Linked DNA regions of Macaca mulatta: region 1 is linked to region 2. A link is a contact called in public Hi-C data. All regions are on one chromosome and are shown on one strand. Each heading gives the region's core, a stretch centred on a gene start, on an enhancer-like site or on the middle of the called end of the contact. The rest is flanking DNA. Distances are from core to core; before and after follow the strand shown.

The links. A called contact is a pair of places that touch in the nucleus more often than the background predicts.
Region 1: a contact with region 2 is called in a Hi-C map of cortical neurons, with 2.3 times the contacts expected there. The contact joins the promoter of C10H20orf204 here to the promoter of PRPF6 in region 2. A contact is called at or near these places in 2 of 14 Hi-C or Micro-C datasets (cortical neurons and liver).

What each region holds. Positions count from the first base shown.
Region 1 is chr10:116,922,045-116,928,079 of T2T-MMU8v2.0, forward strand. C10H20orf204 (chromosome 10 C20orf204 homolog) reads left to right here and starts at 2,887. Exons shown (of 4, transcript XM_028828561.2): 1 at 2,887-5,094. The coding sequence starts at 5,092.
Region 2 is chr10:116,865,732-116,871,917 of T2T-MMU8v2.0, forward strand. It overlaps PRPF6 (pre-mRNA processing factor 6), which reads left to right and starts at 2,084. Exons shown (of 22, transcript XM_077952201.1): 1 at 2,084-2,268; 2 at 3,997-4,165; 3 at 5,998-6,116.

The DNA.
Region 1 (6,035 bases), core at 1,637-4,136, 57 kb after region 2:
CCTGGGCAGAAGCCTCTTGCAGATAGCCAGTGTCTCACAGAGGAGGCACTGTGGCGGTGCCCGGGTTCCCCCAGATAGCCAGTGTCTCACAGAGGAGGCACTGTGGCGGTGCCCGGGTTCCCCCAGATAGCCAGTGTCTCACAGAGGAGGCACTGTGGCGGTGCCCGGGTTCCCCCAGATAGCCAGTGTCTCACAGAGGCGGCACTGTGGCGGTGCCCGGGTTCCCCCAGATAGCCAGTGTCTCACAGAGGAGGCACTGTGGAGGTGCCCGGGTTCCCCCAGATAGCCAGTGTCTCACAGAGGAGGCACTGTGGAGGTGCCCGGGTTCCCCCAGATAGCCAGTGTCTCACAGAGGAGGCACTGTGGAGGTGCCCGGGTTCCCCAAGATAGCCAGTGTCTCACAGAGGCGGCACTGTGGAGGTGCCCGGGTTCCCCCAGACTGTAGAGAAGGTGGTGGGAGTGCAGATGTTCTGGCCGAAAGCCCTGTGTGGGGACAGCTGGAGATAGTGGGGACCGAGCTGCCTGCAGGACCAAGGTGCTCGCAGGAGCCTGGCAGCCGCCTGCAAGGGTCTTGGTCAGGGGACAGCTGGGGCCTCCCTGGAGTCTGAGTGCAAACAGAACTCAGCTCTGCCCAGGGCCTCTCCATACAGCCTCCCAGGCCCCTCAGGCATGTGTCGAGTGACAGTGTCACCAGTAAGAGGCGTTCTTACCTTTGGAGGTGAGTTTATTTATTTATTTATTTATTTTTGAGACAGAGTCTCGCTTTGTTGCCCAGGCTGGAGTGCAGTGGCACGATCTCGGTTCACTGCAACCTCTGCCTCCTGGGTTCAAGCAGTTCTCCTGTCTCAGCCTCCCGAGTAGCTGGTACTACAGGCGCCCGCTCCCAAACTCCTGACCTCAGGTGATCCGTCTGCCTCGGCCTCCCAAAGTGCTGGGATTACAGGCGTGAGCCACCGCACCCGGCCGTGAGTTTATTTTTGCTAATTTAACCTTAAAGCACTGTAATGGTTCTCATCTCTAGGTTGAACGTTGCATTACCTGGGAGAGTTGGCTGCTTTTCAACCTTAGCTGCATAAGGATAAAGGACGTCGTCAGGCCTGGGATCGTGTGTGTGTATCCGGCTGGGAGCCAGCTGGCTCTTGTGTAGGCCAGGGCTGGAGACATCTGGCTGGAGCTGGTGGCTGGCCCAGAGGGTGTGGGTGGACAGCTGTTAAGCCCTGCAGGGGAGGAGGAGGGCACTGTCACGTGGGCCAAGAAGGCTGCTGGAGAGCAGCTGTCCCTGGACGTTCCTTGTGAGAGGGGAGTCCCGGAGGGTCCCAACCTGTTTTGTGGTACCAGTGGCAGGGCCTGTGGTGGTGGTCAGTCACTGACCCACAGCTCTGCCCTCCTGCACGTGGGGGCCTGTGCTAGGCCTTGTGGTCTGCCTGCTCCTGACGAGTGAGAATGGCTGGGGTGGGGGATCCCTGTCTGCACATGGGGTGGTCCTGGTAGACCAGAATGTGGGTATGGCTCCCCCTTCCCTGTGGTTCTGGGGACCTCGAGGACATGGCCAGTCCAGGGCAAGGGACCTGCCACCCGTGTGGGGTCAGGAACTGCTGGTCTCTGCTGGGCAGGCAACCTGGGGTCCAGCTCAAATCGTTGAAATCTGGAAGTCCTTCCTCTCGCCCCGTCCTGAGGAGCAGCTGCTGGAGCTTCATGAGTGTTTTCATTCAGACTTGTGGAGGAGTTTCCTTTGATCTTTCATGGAGACATGGAAGCATGAGGGAGCCTTCAACATTTACTCTGAAGACGAAGAGAGAGCTGCAGCCTTTTGGAGTTTGTAAAGTCAGCCCGGTCCTGTACAGACGTGGACACCGAGGCCGAGGAAGTTTGTAAAGTCAGCCCGGTCCTGTACAGACGTGGACACCGAGGCCGAGGAAGTTTGTAAAGTCAGCCCGGTCCTGTACAGACGTGGACACCGAGGCCGAGGAAGTTTGTAAAGTCACCCCGGTCCTGTACAGACGTGGACACCGAGGCCGAGGAAGTTTGTAAAACCAGCCCGGTCCTGTACAGACGTGGACACCGAGGCCGAGGAAGTTTGTAAAGTCATCCCGGTCCTGTACAGACGTGGACACCGAGGCCGAGGAAGTTTGTAAAGTCAGCCCGGTCCTGTACAGACGTGGACACCGAGGCCGAGGAAGTTTGTAAAGTCATCCCGGTCCTGTACAGACGTGGACACCGAGGCCGAGGATGTTTGTAAAACCAGCCCGGTCCTGTACAGACGTGGACACCGAGGCCGAGGATGTTTGTAAAACCAGCCCGGTCCTGTACAGATGTGGACACCGAGGCCGAGGAAGTTTGTAAAACCAGCCCGGTCCTGTACAGACGTGGACACCGAGGCCGAGGAAGTTTGTAAAGTCATCCCGGTCCTGTACAGACGTGGACACCGAGGCCGAGGAAGTTTGTAAAGTCATCCCGGTCCTGTACAGACGTGGACACCGAGGCCGAGGAAGTTTGTAAAGTCAGCCCGGTCCTGTACAGACGTGGACACCGAGGCCGAGGAAGTTTGTAAAGTCATCCCGGTCCTGTACAGACGTGGACACCGAGGCCGAGGATGTTTGTAAAACCAGCCCGGTCCTGTACAGACGTGGACACCGAGGCCGAGGATGTTTGTAAAACCAGCCCGGTCCTGTACAGACGTGGACACCGAGGCCGAGGAAGTTTGTAAAACCAGCCCGGTCCTGTACAGACGTGGACACCGAGGCCGAGGAAGTTTGTAAAACCAGCCCGGTCCTGTACAGACGTGGACACCGAGGCCGAGGAAGTTTGTAAAGTCATCCCGGTCCTGTACAGATGTGGACACCGAGGCCGAGGAAGTTTGTAAAACCATCTCGGTCCTGTACAGATGTGGAAATTGAGGCTTAGGAATTTTGAAAAGCCAGCCTGGCCCCGTATAGATGTGGAAACAGGCCTAGGAAGGAAGCACTTCTCTGACCTCAGCTGGGTGGGCATTGAGGGGTCACACAGAAAAGAATGTATCAGGCCGTGTTCAGGGGAGGCTTCCTGCAGGGCCCCTGGAAAGTTCCAGAGCACTTGCGTTGTCCATGTGTGTCTCCTCTTTCTTGCCTGTGTGGGGTTTTCTCAGATGCTTTGAGGCCAAGCTACAGTTGTGCGTCACTTAACGGTGGGGACACATTCTGAGAAACACCTCCTTAGGTGATGTTGTCTTGCAGATATTAGAGTGCATTTACCCAAGGCTGGCAGGCAAGGCCTCCTGCACCCCCAGGCTGTGTGCCAGAGCCTGGGGCTCCTGGGCTGCAGACCCGCACAGCCTGTCACAGCATTTAATCACATCCAAACACAGAAAAAGCAAAAACGTAAAGATGTAGTGTTACAATCCTAGGGGACTCCTGTCACCTGTGTGGTCTGTTCTTGACTGTTGTGTGAATCACTGACTTTTCCCCCTGGGAAACTACCTTAACCTGTCTCCAGCGGAGATTTTTCAGCCCACGAAGGCGAGCTGCGCCTCGTGTTCAGCCCACAAAGGTGAGCTGCGCCTCGGAGGCTGCTCTTGTTCCAACGGAGATTTGTTCAGCCCACGAAGGCGAGCTGCGCCTCGGAGGCTGCTCTTGTTCCAACGGAGATTTGTTCAGCCCACGAAGGTGAGCTGCGCCTCGGAGGCTGCTCTTGTTCCAACGGAGATTTTTCAGCCCACGAAGGCGAGCTGCGCCTCGGAGGTCGCTCTTGTTCCAACGGAGATTTGTTCAGCCCACGAAGGCGAGCTGCGCCTCGGAGGCTGCTCTTGTTCCAACGGAGATTTGTTCAGCCCACGAAGGCGAGCTGCGCCTCGTGTTCAGCCCACGAAGGCGAGCTGCGCCTCGGAGGCTGCTCTTGTTCCAACGGAGATTTTTCAGCCCACGAAGGCGAGCTGCGCCTTGGAGGTCGCTCTTGTTCCAACGGAGATTTGTTCAGCCCACGAAGGCGAGCTGCGCCTCGGAGGCTGCTCTTGTTCCAACGGAGATTTGTTCAGCCCACGAAGGCGAGCTGCGCCTCGGAGGTTGCTCTTGTTCCAATGGAGATTTGTTCAGCCCACGAAGGCAAGCTGCGCCTCGTGTTCAGCCCACGAAGGCGAGCTGCGCCTCGGAGGCTGCTCTTGTTCCAACGGAGATTTGTTCAGCCCACGAAGGCGAGCTGCGCCTCGTGTTCAGCCCACGAAGGCGAGCTGCGCCTCGGAGGCTGCTCTTGTTCCAACGGAGATTTGTTCAGCCCACGAAGGCGAGCTGCGCCTCGTGTTCAGCCCACGAAGGCGAGCTGCGCCTCGGAGGCTGCTCTTGTTCCGAGGTGTCTTCACCACGGCCTGTCAGGCTGCAAACCAGAGCGCCTGCCCCAGACGGCAGCAGAAGTGACAGCAGCCAAGGATGGGGACCCGCCAGCTCCCGGTGTCTTTACGCAGAGTCACAGCCCCAGCGAGACCCCTCAGCCCAGGAGGAGTGAGGCCGGGCCAGCAGCGGGGGCCCGGGAAGCCCCACGTCTTGGGACCTGCTGGGGCAGGGCCCCCTGGATGTCAGGCTGCAGGTCCAGCAGCTGGGGCGGGCATGAGGGCCTCCTGCCAGCTCTGCCCATCAGCCAGCTCCCTGGGAGAGGCAGCACTTGCCGGCCACAGAGTTGGCCCCAGTCTCACCTGGCTCCCCTCCCCCACCAGCTGGGCCCTGCACCGCCCAGCCCACACAGCGCCCCGCCCCTCCTTGACAGAACAGTATCTCTGGGACTGACAAGTTAATCCAAGACCCACATTAGCCCTGGATCCCCTGGGAGAGGTGGCTACTCAGTTCCAGGGCCAGGTTAATTGAAGTGATAGGGAGTGGGGAGGAGGGGGCAGGGCTGGGATTGCGTGGCCTCCTTCCCTCTCCTGCTCCCTCCCTCAGCTTGGAGGAGCCAACTTCAAAAGCCTCCGCCTGGCCTGCCCCTCTGCAGTCCTCCAGGCAGCCTGTCCAGGGAAGCCGTTGGCTGGTGGTGGACCTGGTGCGGTGGTGCACACCCCGTCCGAGGACCCCAGGATCATGTGTGTGGCCTGCTGGCGGGAGTGAGGGAGGGCAAGACGCTGAAAGGCCCATGGTGAGCAGCTGTGGGCCTCCTCTAGGGAGGGGCTCACTTGGGTGGAGGGGCTGGGGGTACACACAGCTCAGGAGACACTGCTTGTTCCCCTGAGTCCCACCGGGAAATCTCCGGTTGGCTCTGGTCACTGTGTCACTGTGGGTGGCAGTGGGTGCATGTGCCCTGGCTTCTGGTAGTTGGGCGAGGGGGGCTCCCGGGTGCCGGGCCACCCTGTTCTAAGCTGGGCTGAGGCTTGAGCCAGGAAGTGGTACTAACAGGCCAGGTGGGACTCCCAGGGCAGCCTGCCCCTACCCAAGTTCGCCGGTCTGCTCCTCTCTCAGTCTCCCCCGACCCCCACCCCGCCTTCCTCCCTTCCCTCCCCAGGAGCACAGTATCCTCCTGTCCACCTGGGTAGGACACAGCAGGTGCTGGACATCCTTGCAGCTCCAGCTGGCCTGCTTAGGAGTCAGGCTCTGGTTTTCGCTATGACCTCTGACCCAGAGCAGGCAGAGGGGATGACGTGGCAATCCTGAGCCCACCAAGTTGGCCGTGGCGTGTGTGGTTGGGGGGCCAGGTTCAAGAAGGGGCCGTAGCAAGCCGTCTGCTCTTCCAGCCATTGCCGCTTCAAGCTCTGAGCAGGAGCTGCCACCCCCACCAGGCCCCCAGCTCTAGGCGAGGGTTGGGGTGCTGCTTGGTCAGGCTCCCCTGCCAGGGCTGGGAAGCCGAGTCGAGTCCTGTTATCTCGGTCGGGTTCGCATGATTAATTTTCCAGCCCTAGATCTGCTGTCTGACTCCATGCGGGGGCCCAGGGGAAGGTTTGGGGCTGGCCCCTTTGAGTGGCTGGGAACCTGGGGGCCATCAGCTGTCTCCTTGATGTTTGGGCTTTTTCCCTGTGGGAGCAGGCCCTCCACTTTGGGTCCGCGGAGGCCCGTGGCATAGGCTGCCTGGAGCGATGGCGTGGG
Region 2 (6,186 bases), core at 834-3,333:
CTGGTCTCCTACCTCTTTACTCTCTCTCAAATGGGCTCCCGCTTCCCCGGAGAAACCAGCTTGACTCTTGCTTACCGCCCACCCCACTGTGAACATCAGGGTGGTTCTCCCTTCCCCCTGCAGCCCCAGAACCTGGCTCAGTGCCCGGGGGAGAGGGGGCGGTACAGTGCTCTGTAACTGAAAGGGGCTTGCCTGGAGATGGGGCAGAGAGGAACTCCAAGGAGGTTGTAACAGGCTGGAGCGGTGTGTTTGCTCCAGGACTCCAGTGAGAAGTGCTGGGATGGGGCTGGGCTGGGGAACTGTGGTTGCCTGGTGCAGTGGCAGGCCAGGCTTGCAACCAGCTATTCGGCTTGCTCTGCCCAGGAGCCTGGGTGCTCTCCCTGGGTGTATGTAGGGGCTCTGGAAGATGTCTTACAGCAGAAGGAGCAGAGATGCACACAGACATGTAGAAATGCATGCACAGAGTACAGTCATGCACGTGCACCCAGAACACGAGCACACGTGACCTCGGTGTGCACACACCCCACTAATCACACACACTAATCATACACCACTAATCACACACACTAATCACACACACTAATCATACACTGCTAATCACACACACTAATCATACACACTAATCACACACACTAATCACACACACTAATCATACACCACTAATCACACACACTAATCACACACACTAATCATACACTGCTAATCACACACACTAATCATACACACTAATCACACACACTAATCACACACACTAATCATACACCACTAATCACACACACTAATCATACACCACTAATCACACACACTAATCACACACACTAATCATACACACTAATCACACACACTAATCATACACCACTAATCACACACACTAATCACACACACTAATCACACACACTAATCATACACCACTAATCACACACACTAATCATACACACTAATCACACACACTAATCGCACACACTAATCATACACACACTAATCGCACACACTAGTCACACACACTAATCACACACACTAATCATACACACACTAATCACACACCCCACTAATCACACACACTAATCATACACCACTAATCGCACACATAGAATTCACTCACATGCTTGACAGCCGTGTTCATGTGCTGACGTGTTCCCTACAGGTCAACTACGGTTGTTTATTTCAATTAGCTCTCCAGGAGCTGAGGATGTGGCTCTCACCAGAATGTCCAAGGCATGTTGGTGGGCGTGGGTGGGGTCTCTAGTCCCACTGGAGGGACAGATGCATGAATGGAGGTTCAAGAATATGAGTGCTAGGCCAGGCGCGGTGGCTCAGGCCTGTAATCCCAGCACTTTGGGAGGTCGAGGCAGGCGGATCACGAGGTCAGGAGATCGAGACCATCCTGTGAATGGTGAAACCCCGTCTCTACTAAAAACACAAAAAATTACCCGGGTGTGGTGACGGGCGCCTGTAGTCCCAGCTACTCCGGAGGCTGAGGCTGGAGAATGGCGTGAACCCGGGAGGCGGAGCTTGCAGTGAGCCGAGATTGCGCCACTGCACTCCAGCCTGGGCAACAGAGCGAGACACCGTCTCAACAACAACAACAACAACAACAAAAAAGAATATGAGTGCTGAAAGCTTAGGGCAGCAGTGTGCGCCCAGGACGCACACGGACAGGTGTGCCCATAACCAGTACACACAAGCTCTGCACAACTGGACAGGGTACAGCTCTGCTTGGAAGTGATCAGGGCCCACCCGGGGCGAGGGCGGGCAGCTGGGCTGGTTCAGAGGGAGGGGACCACGGGTCCTATTGGCACAGACAGGTCTCCTCGGGAATGCATGAGAGCACTCGGGAAGGAGCGATGCCTCAGGCTATTTTTGGCCCCCCGGGGCCTGTTAGGGTCCCAGTGCAGGCTCGGCCTGGCTCTCCCCGCCTCGCCACGAGGAGGCGCTCCCGCGCACGCGCCTGCCACGTCCCCTCCCCTTAGCCGCGGCCGGAAGTCGTCGAACCGGCACGTCGGGGCTTCCGCCCGGGGAGTAAAAAAGTGGGCGGGGCGTGTGCGGACTGAGGGCTCTGCTTCCGGGGCGCGGGTGACGCGACGTTCGCGACACCTTCCTGCGGAGCGCCTCGGACGTCGAAGCCTGGAGTCTCTGCTGCTTCCCCTCTTCCGCTGCCTCATTCCGTTGCTTCCTAGCCTTGGTCGTCGCCGCCGCCATGAACAAGAAGAAGAAGCCGTTCCTGGGGATGCCCGCTCCGCTCGGCTACGTGCCGGGGCTGGGCCGGGGGTGAGGCCTGGAGCGGCGCGCCAGGGGCGGGGACCCGGCTAGCGGAGCGCAGTGCGCGTGTTTGGGGGCGGGGGTCTGTGGCCGCGCTGTCTAAAAGACGCTTGGTGGATCGGCTTAATCCCTGCAGGAAGCAACGGGCTTTGGGGTCAGGACATAAGTGTGTGCACCCTGCCTGCCGCCTAGATGGGACATGTTGGCTCTCAGCCCAGTGTTTTGGTCTGTAAGATGGGGAATGATGTATGCAGTCTGCAGTGAGGTGTAGAGGAATCTGATGTGTAGTGGAAACACGCGACCACCTTCCCCAGGTCAGGCTGACACACCCCCCGCCCCGCCCCGCCTTAAGCGTGCCTGGGTCCTCCTTGCCTGCAACACAGATGACCACCATACGTTGCTGGATAAGTGAGCAGTCGTTGTTACCCTATTTGGCTATTCATTTGATGAGGAAAACTACTGGGTTTTTCTTGGTGGTGGTATTATATTAGAATCTGTGGGGCACACACAAAGCTCCGATAGTGACAGCATCATCAGAGGACCAGAAGCTCACTAAGGAGGGTTTGGTATTAGCATAAATAAGCACGTAAAGAAGACCAGATTTAGAACCCAATGCTTAATGGAGAGTAGCATTGGAGTCAAGTTTAGTAGGAGAGCTGGACTTAGGGCTGCAGAAACGTGGTAGCGATAAAAGAGAAACTGACATTCTGTGTGCAGGAGTTCGGAAAAAAGTGAGGTAAGGAGGAAGCCCAGAGAACAGGAGGGAGTCCAGTGTGAGTGGAATGTGCAACCAATAGAAAAGAGCTCAGGAAGTTGGAGAGGCTTTGAGCGTCAGGCTGCAGCTCCTGGATGTATTAGAAAGACCATGACCCTTCAGAATTATTATTATTTTTTGAGACGGAGTCTTGCTCTGTATGGAGTGCGATGGCGTGATCTCAGCTCACTGCAACCTCTGCCTCCCCGGTTCAAGCAGTTTTCTGCCTCAGCCTCCTGAGTAGCTGGGATTATAGGTGCCCACCACCACACCTGGCTAATTTTTATATTTTCAGTAGAGACAGGGTTTCACCATGTTGGCCAGGGGGGTCTTGAACTCCTGACCTCATGATCCACCTGCCTCAGTCTCCCAAAGTGTTGGAATTACAGGCATGAGCCCCTGCGCCCGGCCCAGAATTTTTTAGTCAGAGCTGTGTTTTGGAAAGAATCATCTGGCAGAGCATGGGTTGAAGTAGAAGAAGGCTAAAGGCAGGGAGAGCTACCTTGGTTTCCAGCTGTGATGCGAGTCATAGTCTGGGAAGGAGGGATTTTGAAGGTGGATTCATTAGTACTTGGGGACAGACAGGATGGGGAAAGTGGGAGAGGGAGGCAAAGATTATGTCATCTGGGACAGCAGTGCTGTTATCAGCTGAAACACCCCAGAGCAGCTATAAGGTGGGTACAGAAGAGGACCTCAGTTTGGGCCAACTTGGGTTTAAGGGCCTAGTTGGATGTGGAGGGGGAGATGATGGAAACCTTAGGGTGGAGAGAGATTGCCTTGGTAACATCGTCAGGATAGGCTAAAACCTTCAGGTAAGCAGAGAAGATCGGTAGCGTTTGAGACTGCAGATCATTGTCACCAGGATCTTTGGAGGTTTCCCAGAGGTGTTAGAAAAAGAGGTGTTAGTAAGTGATGACCAGGGGTGGAGAAGAGCACAGGAACAGAGTTGTTCAGATACCGGGTGTCCTGGGGGTCTCCCGCAGCGCCACTGGCTTCACCACACGGTCAGACATCGGGCCCGCCCGTGATGCAAATGATCCCGTGGATGATCGCCACGCGCCCCCAGGCAAGAGAACTGTTGGGGACCAGATGAAGAAAAACCAGGCTGCTGACGATGACGATGAGGATCTAAATGACACCAATTACGACGAGGTGAGATGTGTCCAGCTTTCGTGGCTCCTCCAGCCAGTCTCTGGGAGCAGCTGACCTCACCATTGTGTGTTGGTGTCTGTAATGAATGGCTTGGAGTGGCTCATGCATTTAAAATTTCAGCTATTCATGGGACATCTTTACAGAGAGTGAGAGGGAGGAGGAAAAATATGAGACGAAGTTTCACTCTTGTCAGAGGAGGTGTTCTTGCAGATGTTGGGACCGCTGCCTTGGCATTTCGTGTTGGCCAGTCTTTTTTTTTTTGAGACGGAGTTTTGCTCTTGTTGGCCAGGCTGGAGTGCAGTTGTTTTTATTTATTTATTTTTTTTTTGAGACCGAGTCTGGCTCTGTCGCCCAGGCTGGAGTGCAGTGGCCGGATCTCAGCTCACTGCAAGCTCCGTCTCCCGGGTTTACGCCATTCTCCTGCCTCAGCCTCCCGAGTAGCTGGTACTACAGGCGCCCGCCACATCGCCCGGCTAGTTTTTTGTATTTTTTTGAGTAGAGACGGGGTTTCAACGTGTTAGCCAGGATGGTCTCGATCTCCTGACCTCGTGATCCGCCCATCTCGGCCTCCCAAAGTGCTGGGATTACAGACTTGAGCCACCGCGCCCGGCCTGGAGTGCAGTTGTGCGATCTCAGCTCATCGTGACCTCCGCCTCCCGGGTTCAAGCGATTTCTCTTGCCTCAGCCTCCTGAGTAGCTGGGATTACAGGCATGTGCCACCATGGCCGGCTAATTTTGTATTTTTAGTAGATACAGGGTTTCTCCATGTTGGTCAGGCTGGTCTCGAACTCCTGACTTCAGGTGATCTGCCCACCTCGGCCTCCCATAGTGTTGGGATTACAGGTCTGAGCCACCGCGCCTGGCTGCCAGTCTTTAATGATAAAAACTTAAAGTGGAATTGGTGACAGTGTTTGCTTTTTTTGGCTTTAGTGCTTGCCCTCTAAAAAGACATCTACAGAAAAACCTCAGCTGACTGAATATCGATTAACTGTCTTCTAACATGTGACGCCTTTCCTCTGAGGAATATTTAAAAAAATAATTTTAGTTTTGAGGCCAGGCATGGTGGCCCACACCTATAATCCCAGCACTTTGGGAGGCTGAGGCAGGCAGATCACCAGGTCAGGAGATCGAGACCATCCTGGCTAACACGGTGAAATCCTGTCTCTACTAAAAATACACAAAAATTAGCCGGGCGCGGTGGCGGGCGCCTGTGGTCCCAGCTGCTTGGGAGGCTGAGGCAGGAGAATGGTGTGAACCTGGGAGGCGGAGCTTGCAGTGAGCTGAGGTCGTGCCACTGCACTCCAGCCTGGGCAACAGAGTAAGACTCCGTCTCAAAAACAAACAAACAAAAAATTTAGTTTTGAAATAATTTTAAATTTGCAGGAACTTGCAAAAATAGTGCCAAAAAAAAAAAAAAGTTTCTGCATATCTTTCACCAAGCTTCTCCCCATCTTACATGACCTCAGTGCAGTTATTGAAACGAAAGAGTTAACATCGACACAGTACTGTTAACTAATCTGTCAGTCGTATTTGCATTTCATGTGTTTCCACGAATGTCCGTTTTCTGACTTAGGCTCAGTTCAGGAACCCCCGTTGCATTTTGTCATGTCTCCTTGGTACCTTCCAGTTGGAGCGGCTCCTCTGTCTTTCATGCCCTTGACACTTGAAGAGTAGTCACCAGTTATATTGTAGACTGTCCCTCAATTTGGCTTCGTTGGCTGGAGAAAATAATTTAGCAAGTATTTCACAAGTAGAGATGATCTCTGTTTCTGCTGGTGGGGATGGTGATGGAGGAAAAGCTGACCTCTCTGCACATGTCGTTTGCTTCTCAGTTTAATGGCTACGCTGGGAGCCTCTTCTCAAGCGGACCCTATGAGAAAGATGACGAGGAAGCGGATGCCATTTACGCAGCCCTGGATAAAAGGATGGATGAAAGAAGAAAAGAAAGACGGTAAAAGAGATTGTTGCCTTTCACGATGTTTATCCAACTTTAAAAAAAGTTTTGAGGCCAGGCGCAGTGG